Regions from separate parts of the Rattus norvegicus genome. Here region 2 is linked to region 1. A link is a contact called in public Hi-C data. All regions are on one chromosome and are shown on one strand. Each heading gives the region's core, a stretch centred on a gene start, on an enhancer-like site or on the middle of the called end of the contact. The rest is flanking DNA. Distances are from core to core; before and after follow the strand shown.

Region 1 (4,172 bases), core at 916-3,415:
AGTGAGTGTGTGTGAGTGTGTGTGAGTGAGTGTGTGTGAGAGTGAGTGTGAGAGTGAGTGTGAGAGTGAGTGTGAGAGTGAGTGAGAGTGAGTGTGAGAGTGAGAGAGTGTGAGAGAGTGTGTGAGAGTGTGTGAGAGTGTGTGAGTGTGAGAATGTGTGAGCGCGTGTGTCTGTGAGCGTGTGTGTGTGTATGCGTGTGTGTGTATGCATGTGTGTGTATGCATGTGTGTATGCATGTGTGTGTATGCATGTGTGTGTATGCTTGTGTGTGTATGCTTGTGTGTGTATGCTTGTGTGTGTATGCTTGTGTGTGTATGTGTGTGTGTATTTGACCTGTACTATGTTTGTACACCACATGCATGCAGTGTCCATGGAGATCAGAGGGAGTGCTAGATATGCTAGAACTGAAGCTACAGATTGTTGAGCACACGTGCAAGTGGTAAAAATCACACCTGGTCCGCTAGAAGAGCAGCAAGCACAACTGCTGAGCCAGTCCTTCAGCCCCCAAAGCTTCAGCTAGTTATTATCTGGACCTTATTGAAAAGGGTTGCCAAATCCGTTTTAGAATATAAACCTTTCTTTTTGTTTGTTTCCCCATCCTCCACCAAGATTGTCAATACCAGATACCTAGCCCCTCCCATCCTGACCTCACACGATTCCTATTATGCCATGACAGCTGTTATGGGCTTTCACTTCTAGTCTCTCTAGCTCAGGGTGCAGCCTCAGGTTTGGTCCATCTGAATCACCTAGCAGTGTGACATAAGCCTCAGATAGTGAAGCCAAGTCCCTGGACTTTGGTTGGATAAGGGTTGGGGTAAGAGCCAAAAATATTTCTTTCTAATATTTCAAGCTCCCAGACTGTACTCAATGAACGTGCTACCAATGTTTCTAAAATCAGGTAGGAATACCAGAGACGACCAAGAAGTACCTTCTTAATGCCTCAGTGAACCAGCAAAACAAACCAAGAAGCAAACTCTAGGTGATGGGGCTGGCAACTGCCTCTCATTCTTTAAGACAACCTCCACCCCAAAAACTAGGCTTATGCCTTTTCCACCATATGCTGTGATCCCCAGCTTCTTCCAAGCAACAACAGCAACACCACACACATGTCTAAAGCCGCATTGCTTCTTCTGCACATGTATAGTATCCACACTGCAAAGTATTAAACACACTCTGCAACATCTAGGAGGTTCGGTGGCCAGCCAATCTAGCTAAGAGAGCATCTGTAAGATTTTTATCTAAAACACAAGGTGGAGAGACTGATCAAGACACTCAACATGGACCTCTCCCCTCTCTATATGCATGCACACAGCAACGCATTCTCCTGGAAGACTTTAAGAAGGAAGTGAACATGGGTTAAGGTCATTAGGGAACTTAGAAATTGGGGACTCTGCCAAGACTTCTTATATAGGAAATGTCTATCATAAATGATGTTGTAGCACAAAGAAACGTTTCCCCTAAATCTGAGCCCTAACTGTTAGAATTGGGGTTCATCAATCCTATCCTTCAAACCCCTCAGCTATACCTTGACTTTAGTGTCCCCAAGCCGGCCCTCATCTACCTTCCAATGTCTACTCATCCTCCATGTTGGTTAAAATCAGTGTCAGGATGAGAGAAGTGGCTGCTGCCATGAGCTGTGGAAGGGGGATGGAGCCAGGCAGGGCTCAGCTCACGGCTAGTGTCAGGTTCCTCTCAGCTTCACCTGGTCTATCTTTCCACTTAGCTCCACAAGTCTTGCTTGATGGACGAGAAACCAGAGGCCCAAAGGAATGAATCAAGTCTACTAGACACAGACATAGGAAGTGTTTATCAGGGAAGGTTCCGGGCACATCAGCCTATAGTTGCTGTGCCTAATGTGCCCCAGCACAGACATGATTCAACCCAACACAAAGTCAAAACGTAAAACATCGAGGTTCCTGTTGCTTTCCTTCCGTAACTCCATTGCCCAGTTCTCAAGCACCAACTTTATAGAGAATGTTGTATTACAACGTTAGGTCTAAGCCAGTTGACAATAAACCTCCACTTTGCTTTAAGCTCCAGGACGCTGTGGTCCAAAGTTCCTACCTCCCTCCATCCTCACCTTGTGTCACCCCACCAAGCTCACCTTCTTTTCCATTTTCACTCATGTCTATAAAGTCTAAATCCTTATGCCCCCCTGGAGTGTCCTCATCATTCAGAGAGCAGAAGCTTGTTCCACCGCCCCCCTCCTCTCCCTTTTAAGCACAAGGTGGCTCTCAGGGTAATGAGTTCCATCTTTCTCCCTTCTGGAGCCATCTGCCCAGCAGCTCCCTGTTACCTAAAATGGCCTTGGCATCATTACAGAGAGCTGGCTCCATGGCGTTTCCTGCTGAAGCAAATCTGAAGTGTATTGGCATCAGCTGAAGTGTTCACGAGCTGTGAGGGCCCCTGCTCTTCGAAGGAGCCTAAAGCCAGGGCCTGTGTGCACAGGCAAGTCCTCACCGACAATGGAGAGCCACCAGAGGGAGAGGGGCCTGCTCAAAGCCTTTGGTGCCTCCCCATTTCTGAGGAGGCCATGTTTGAAAGTAGGCTGAAGTGGGGTTTAATCAGGACAGGAGGGACTACTGCATAAAGAGACCTGGGGCAGAGCTCCAGGATCCCAGGCACCATCCCCTAGAGCCCAGGACTTAGGGCCTCCTGCCTGTGAGGTTTTGGCAAGTGTCCCCTTTCTCCTTACTAAAGACAGAGGCCAGTAAATCCATACCCCAGGTGGTGCGAAGACTAAATGGGGGATGGGCATGTGCTGATATGATGGGCAGGTGGGGTTATGTGAAACGTCTCAACTGTGCCTGAGCTTTCTGTGACTGTTCAGGAACAGATGAGGACCCAAAGTAGCCTATCCTTCCAGAATACCCACGCCCTGTTCTCAGACTTTAAAAGAAAAGTGATCCAGGTGAGGAGGTGGCACATGCATTTAATCCCAGAACTTGGGAAGCAGAGACAGGAGGGCCTCCCTGAGTTCAAGTACAGCCTGGTTTACATAGTGAGACCCTGTCTCAAAAAATATGTCTGGCCCACAGCCAGGTGCTGGTGTAGTAGGTCTAGGGGGCCCCAGGACTCTGGGCTGCTACCGCCCACTCCTCCTTTCACCACATGACAGCTTTCCCCCCTCATTAGGCCTTCCTTTTTTTTTTTTTCTTTTTTTCAGAGCTGAGGACCGAACCCAGGGCCTTGCGCTTGCTAGGCAAGCGCTCTACCACTGAGCTAAATCCCCAACCCCAGGCCTTTCATTTTTAAAACAGAGCCAAGCAACTGTGAATTAAATAAAGCCTTCAAAACCATGCATGGAGATAAACCTTCTGTCTTTCCAAAGTTGTTTGCCTAAAGTTTCAAAATATTAATGGATGTTAATACCTTGTAAGTAAATGGATGAGTGGGTAGGTGGGTGGATGAGTGGGTGAGTAGCTGGGTGGGTAGGTGGGTGGGTGAATGGCTGGGTGGGTGGGTGAATGGCTGGGTGGGTGAGTGGGTGAGTAGCTGGCTGGGTGGGTGGGTGAATGGCCGGCTGGGTGGGTGGGTGGGTGGGTGAGTGGATACCCTAAGGCATCAACTAAGGTCTGGCTGTATGTAGGCTTCTCTGCTCTCTGGTTCCAAGACAAACAGAGAGGGATCTTGATTATCACTTGTTTATACTACAGTATATTGAGTTTTAATTTTTTTGTTTATTTATTTATTTTATGTATGAATGCTCTGCTGTATGTATACCTGCATGGCAGAAAAGGGCATCAGATCCTTCTATAGGTCATGAACCACCCATGGTTGCTGGGAATTGAACTCAGGACCTCTGGAAGAGCAGCCAGTGCTATTAACCATTGAGCCATCTCTCCAGCCCACATTATATTGATTAATATGTGAAGATGATAACTTTAAAATTAAACGATTGTATGCCCTTGGTGAATGTTGGCAGCAGAAGGAAGAGTTTCCTAGAGAAAAATCCCTTGTTTATAACCTGCCACAAATGGCTGTCTTGGAGCTGCCTCTTTGGGACATCATTTCCAGCCATTCAGACATAACCCGAATTTGCCAACAGGGGGCGCTAAATCCTTATTTTTTTGCTATTCATGGAATTTGTGGCAGTCAGTGTAGGTCCCAAAAGGCTGCAGTAGGAATGAAGAAAGGCCAGGTGCAAGCCATCACCCTTCAGCCCCCAGTG
Region 2 (4,172 bases), core at 1,125-3,624, 130 kb after region 1:
TCACAGGAGAAAGCGAGTTCTCACTCTCAGCTCACCCTCCACAGAGCAGACGAGATGGCAGGCACGTGTACAGAAAAACTGTCAACAACGCAAGTGGGAGCTCATGAAAGCCCAAGCATATAGAGGAAAGATGAGGGCAGCTGCGTGCACCCACACGCACAGTCCCGACAGGTTCTTGCCTGGCCGAGCAGCAGACTGGCTCTTGGTAGGTGTGGCCCAGGCTCCCTGCACTCGGGCTCGCTGTCTCTTGTCCCCCATGTTGAAGAAAGAGCGTTCTGTTCTGAGATTTCAGGAGATTTCGTTCCCCATTCAGACCATGGAATGGTTACCTGCTTTCAAAACAGAGTGTTTTAGTAAAGGCAGTGAGTGCGTGGCCTATTAAAGGGTAAACGTGGCCTTTAATATAGTCAGAAGAGACGGTTCAACAGCTGCCAGAGCTTCTCCATAAAGTCACTGTCTTTACTACATCTCTGTCAAGGCCTGGATCATGTCCACCACTGGCTATCAAGCCCTTTCACCGTAGGCAGTCCACCACAAACCGTGTTATTCATATGGCGCTCCATGGGAGAATATGTGCAACTATAACATTCCCATTGTCCACAACGTGAATATTGAAAAGTAGGCCAAGACCAGGTTCCCCAGTGCACTACTGCTTACCACAGGCTGTGCAGAACTTCCCTTGGAGGCTTTAAACACATCCATGACAGGGAAACCTGAAGGACTTCAGCTACATGAGGTAAGAGAAGCACAGAGACACAAATGCTACATGAACTCACACTAGGGAAGGGAGCTAGATGGGTTTGTTGTGGATTCAAAGTACAGTTTCACTTGGACAACAGGAAGCTTTACTAAACTCCTGCACAGAACAATGACCATAAAGACCAAACCACTGGATACTTCAGTTACTAAGAGTAGATTTTCATTATTTCCATCACAAAAAAGGTATGTGAGGTAAGAGATGTATTAATTCGATGCACTCATTCTATATCAAAAGCATATATCAGAATGTCACAGCATCCCGTAAATAGGAACAATAATTTGTCAACTTTAAAATTAAGGTTGATACCTAGGAAGCGCAAGGCCCTGGGTTCGATCCCCAGCTCCGAAAAAAAGAACCAAAAAAAAAAAAAATTAAGGTTGAAATGAAAATCTAAAATATCCATGTACCACTTTTAAAACTACGGTTTAGGAACGATTCTATTTCTATGTTTATAATAAGCAGCAAAGGGTAAGATACATTAATATGCATAGGGATCAGAAGGTTTAGTGACTTACAAAGTCACTTGGGAAATCAATCCTGATGAAAAGTTAAACTCTTATCAGGTTCCAGCCTTGAGATAATCAAACCCTCTACATTTTTTGCCCAAAGTTTACCCTGTAGCAAATACAGAATTCAGAAGGGTCAGGCTACGTGCTCTGAATCTACCAGCTACTTCTCTATGGGTCTAGAAAGCTTCACGTTCACAAAGACGGTCCACTCATGTTATTGCTCAGACTACAGATTCCCAGGCCCCATCTCCTCGACCTTCTGATCCAATAGAGCAGATCCAGGCTCAGGGCTCTGCTTAAATTTCCTTAGGAGTTAGACATTACGACTTAACTGGCACACACCAGTAATCCCAGCATTTAGGAGGCTTGAGCTAAATACTGAGACCCTGTCTCATCATCGACAACCTGTCGAGTGCTTATCACTTACCAGGTAGGGACTTGTAGAAGCTGTCAATTGCCAAAGAGTTAATGACACAATCAAATCTAACTCTCCAGGCTTATGAAATGTGTAAGAAAGTCCCCTTGTACCATATTCTCTGAGGTCCTAAAGGCATAAGACTAATAGTAGTCAACGAAGGCTTCTGACCTGCTCACCTTGATGTGACTTGTCTAAGGCAACGGGTGAAAATAAAAACCCCAGAGCGCTGGCTGAGACTTAGTTCCTGGAGTCCCAGAACTTATGCACTAAACAAGGTCCCACCACCCTGGGACTCGAAACTTGAAAACTATAAAAAGAACAAGGGTTTGGCGGTAGTGGGAACTTGCTTGGAATGCAGATCTGTCCCTGTCCCACCTGCAAACCACCCTGTGGCAGCTGACACGGCCATCAGAACTCTGGCCTCTTCCTCGCTAGCAGAAGAGTCAGTTCCGCCCTCAAGGTTAAGGTAAAGTGAAATGGCCTGCTAAGGGGTAGGGCTGGGTTTCCTTTCCCTAATTTAGACCGATACCCTTTCAGTCGGTGGCCTAGGAACAGACCCTCAGGCAGTCCTCACACGCCCACCCCGTTTCTCAGCCAGCACACCAGGAGCTGGGCTCACCGGACCAACCTGGCTGGGCCTGAGAAAAGTTTCCGACTTTCGTTAGCCGCTCAGCTGTCCGGACGCCGGGGAACTTCAGAGTGAGACACCAACTCCTGCAACGCCCAACCACTGGCCTCCGTTACACGTACTTCCTCTTCTGTTACACCCTGCCACCGCTTCCTGTGGGTAGCCGGGAGTCCGGGTCGCCCCGCATCCCTGGCGCCTAAAGGGCCGGATGGAGATGCTGAAGGGAATAAGGTCGGAACTGGGGACAGGAATTGGGGGCTGATGGTGGCCCTGGTGAGGCGGAGGTGGGAATGAAGATGAGCCTCTTAGGCCTAGGTCCTCAGGGCATAAATTCCCGAAACTAGTGCTGGCATCTTTGTTCTCTTGTGCAAAGGGCAACCGCAGTCTCCCGGAACTTCTACTGATTCCGGAGTGGGGAGGACTTGGGTCATGTGTTCAGCTATAGAATTCTCTTGTTACCTCGAAAACCATGAAGAGTCTAAGGTGCACTTTGTTCTCAACGTAGCGTGCCCATCTTTTCTACACATCATTTACGGTGGAACATGAAAGCAGGCCTTATTTGACTGAGTTCCTCAGTGCTAAGTAAACTTTACTTGAGTCCACAGATCTGTCTAAATTTCATTGCAATGCCACCATTTGGGGCAAGTGCTCCGCTTACTTTTTAAGAGGCCATAGCTCCTCTTAGTGGGATTAAATGAGATAACAGTGTCTGGAACACTATATAAATCTAATAATTCAAGATAGCGCAAAGTGCCTTTTCACCCACCTGACCTCCTGACAAGCATCTTTAAAGAAGCCCGGTTAAGCCATGTCTCATAATTTGACAATTCTAACTGTAGCACTGAGTCAACTATTTTCTGCAAATTGTTCTCTAAAATTTACCAAAATATGATCATTGTGGAAATCTCTCAAATAAGCCTGACACTGTCAGGGTACCAATAAATGTTCTTTAAGAAAAATCTCTTTCTGGTCAAAAGAATAAAATCTGCGTCCTGAGTGGAGACCTGGCATTTCTCTTGGTCTGGGTCAATCAGCTGGCCCAAGGGCTACCCTTAGGAAGGTAGGCTTACATTAAGCAACACTAAAGAGATAAGTGCACTAATTAGTCCTTTATGAAATACTGTACTTTCCTTCTCTGATTCCCACCCTCTAGCATTGTCATGCTGGTTCCAAGTCTTCCTGCTTTTCTGAATTATCTAAAACAAAAACTAAAAATGAAACTAAACAACAAAAACTAAATACAACAACCAAGCTAAAAAACCATAGCTTACCTTTCTTGCTGCCTATGCTCTAAGCATGCTTAACACTTCAGGCTTCTGCCAGCATTCTGTGTTTCCTTACTCTTTCTCTAATGCTTCCTTCTCTTTCATGATCGCTGCTTGTCCACTCAGTGTCTGACCTTCATGCCCACTTAAACAGCACCCCTCCCATTCTCTTCCTCTGGGCAGCTGCCTACAGTTTACCTGCCCTCAGATGTTTGGCGTGTTTTTCTTTTAAACTAATAAAATTGTCCTTATCCTTCTATTTGAACTATTCCTAAATTCTTCACTTATGGAACTAACACCTCCAGGAGGCAATCCCAATTCCCCTGGTGTTGGTACTAAATAGCAGTTGGCTGTAGTAAGCCCCGTGTTCTGACCACGGTACCCATATTGCTGGCACTCACAGCATCTATTTTTTGTTACATTTTGTAACATTGAAAGAAAAAATGATTTATCCCAGGACTGAAAGGAGAGCGAGCTGGACTGTAATTTTGACTTTTTTTCTCCATCACCTAGTAATCTTTCCATGTCTGCTTTGGGCTCAGGAACATTTGATACAGCTCCTAAAGGTTGTTATTTCTTTTGTTCTGGTGAT

The links. Hi-C and Micro-C count contacts between places; a contact is called where the count stands out from the background.
Region 2: a Hi-C map of liver shows a contact between it and region 1, with 6 times the contacts expected there. The contact joins the promoter of Alkbh3 here to the promoter of Accsl in region 1. A contact is called at or near these places in 12 of 12 Hi-C or Micro-C datasets (the A7r5 cell line, the Rat2 cell line, Schwann cells and 7 more) and 1 of 1 datasets of contacts at active chromatin or transcription factors (oligodendrocytes).

Annotation. Positions count from the first base shown.
Region 1 is chr3:100,294,349-100,298,520 of GRCr8, forward strand. It overlaps Accsl (1-aminocyclopropane-1-carboxylate synthase-like), which reads right to left and starts at 2,166. Exons shown (of 15, transcript NM_001109594.1): 1 at 2,106-2,166. The coding sequence starts at 2,127.
Region 2 is chr3:100,424,907-100,429,078 of GRCr8, forward strand. It overlaps Alkbh3 (alkB homolog 3, alpha-ketoglutarate-dependent dioxygenase), which reads right to left and starts at 2,375. Exons shown (of 10, transcript NM_001014180.1): 1 at 2,316-2,375; 2 at 180-329. The coding sequence starts at 258.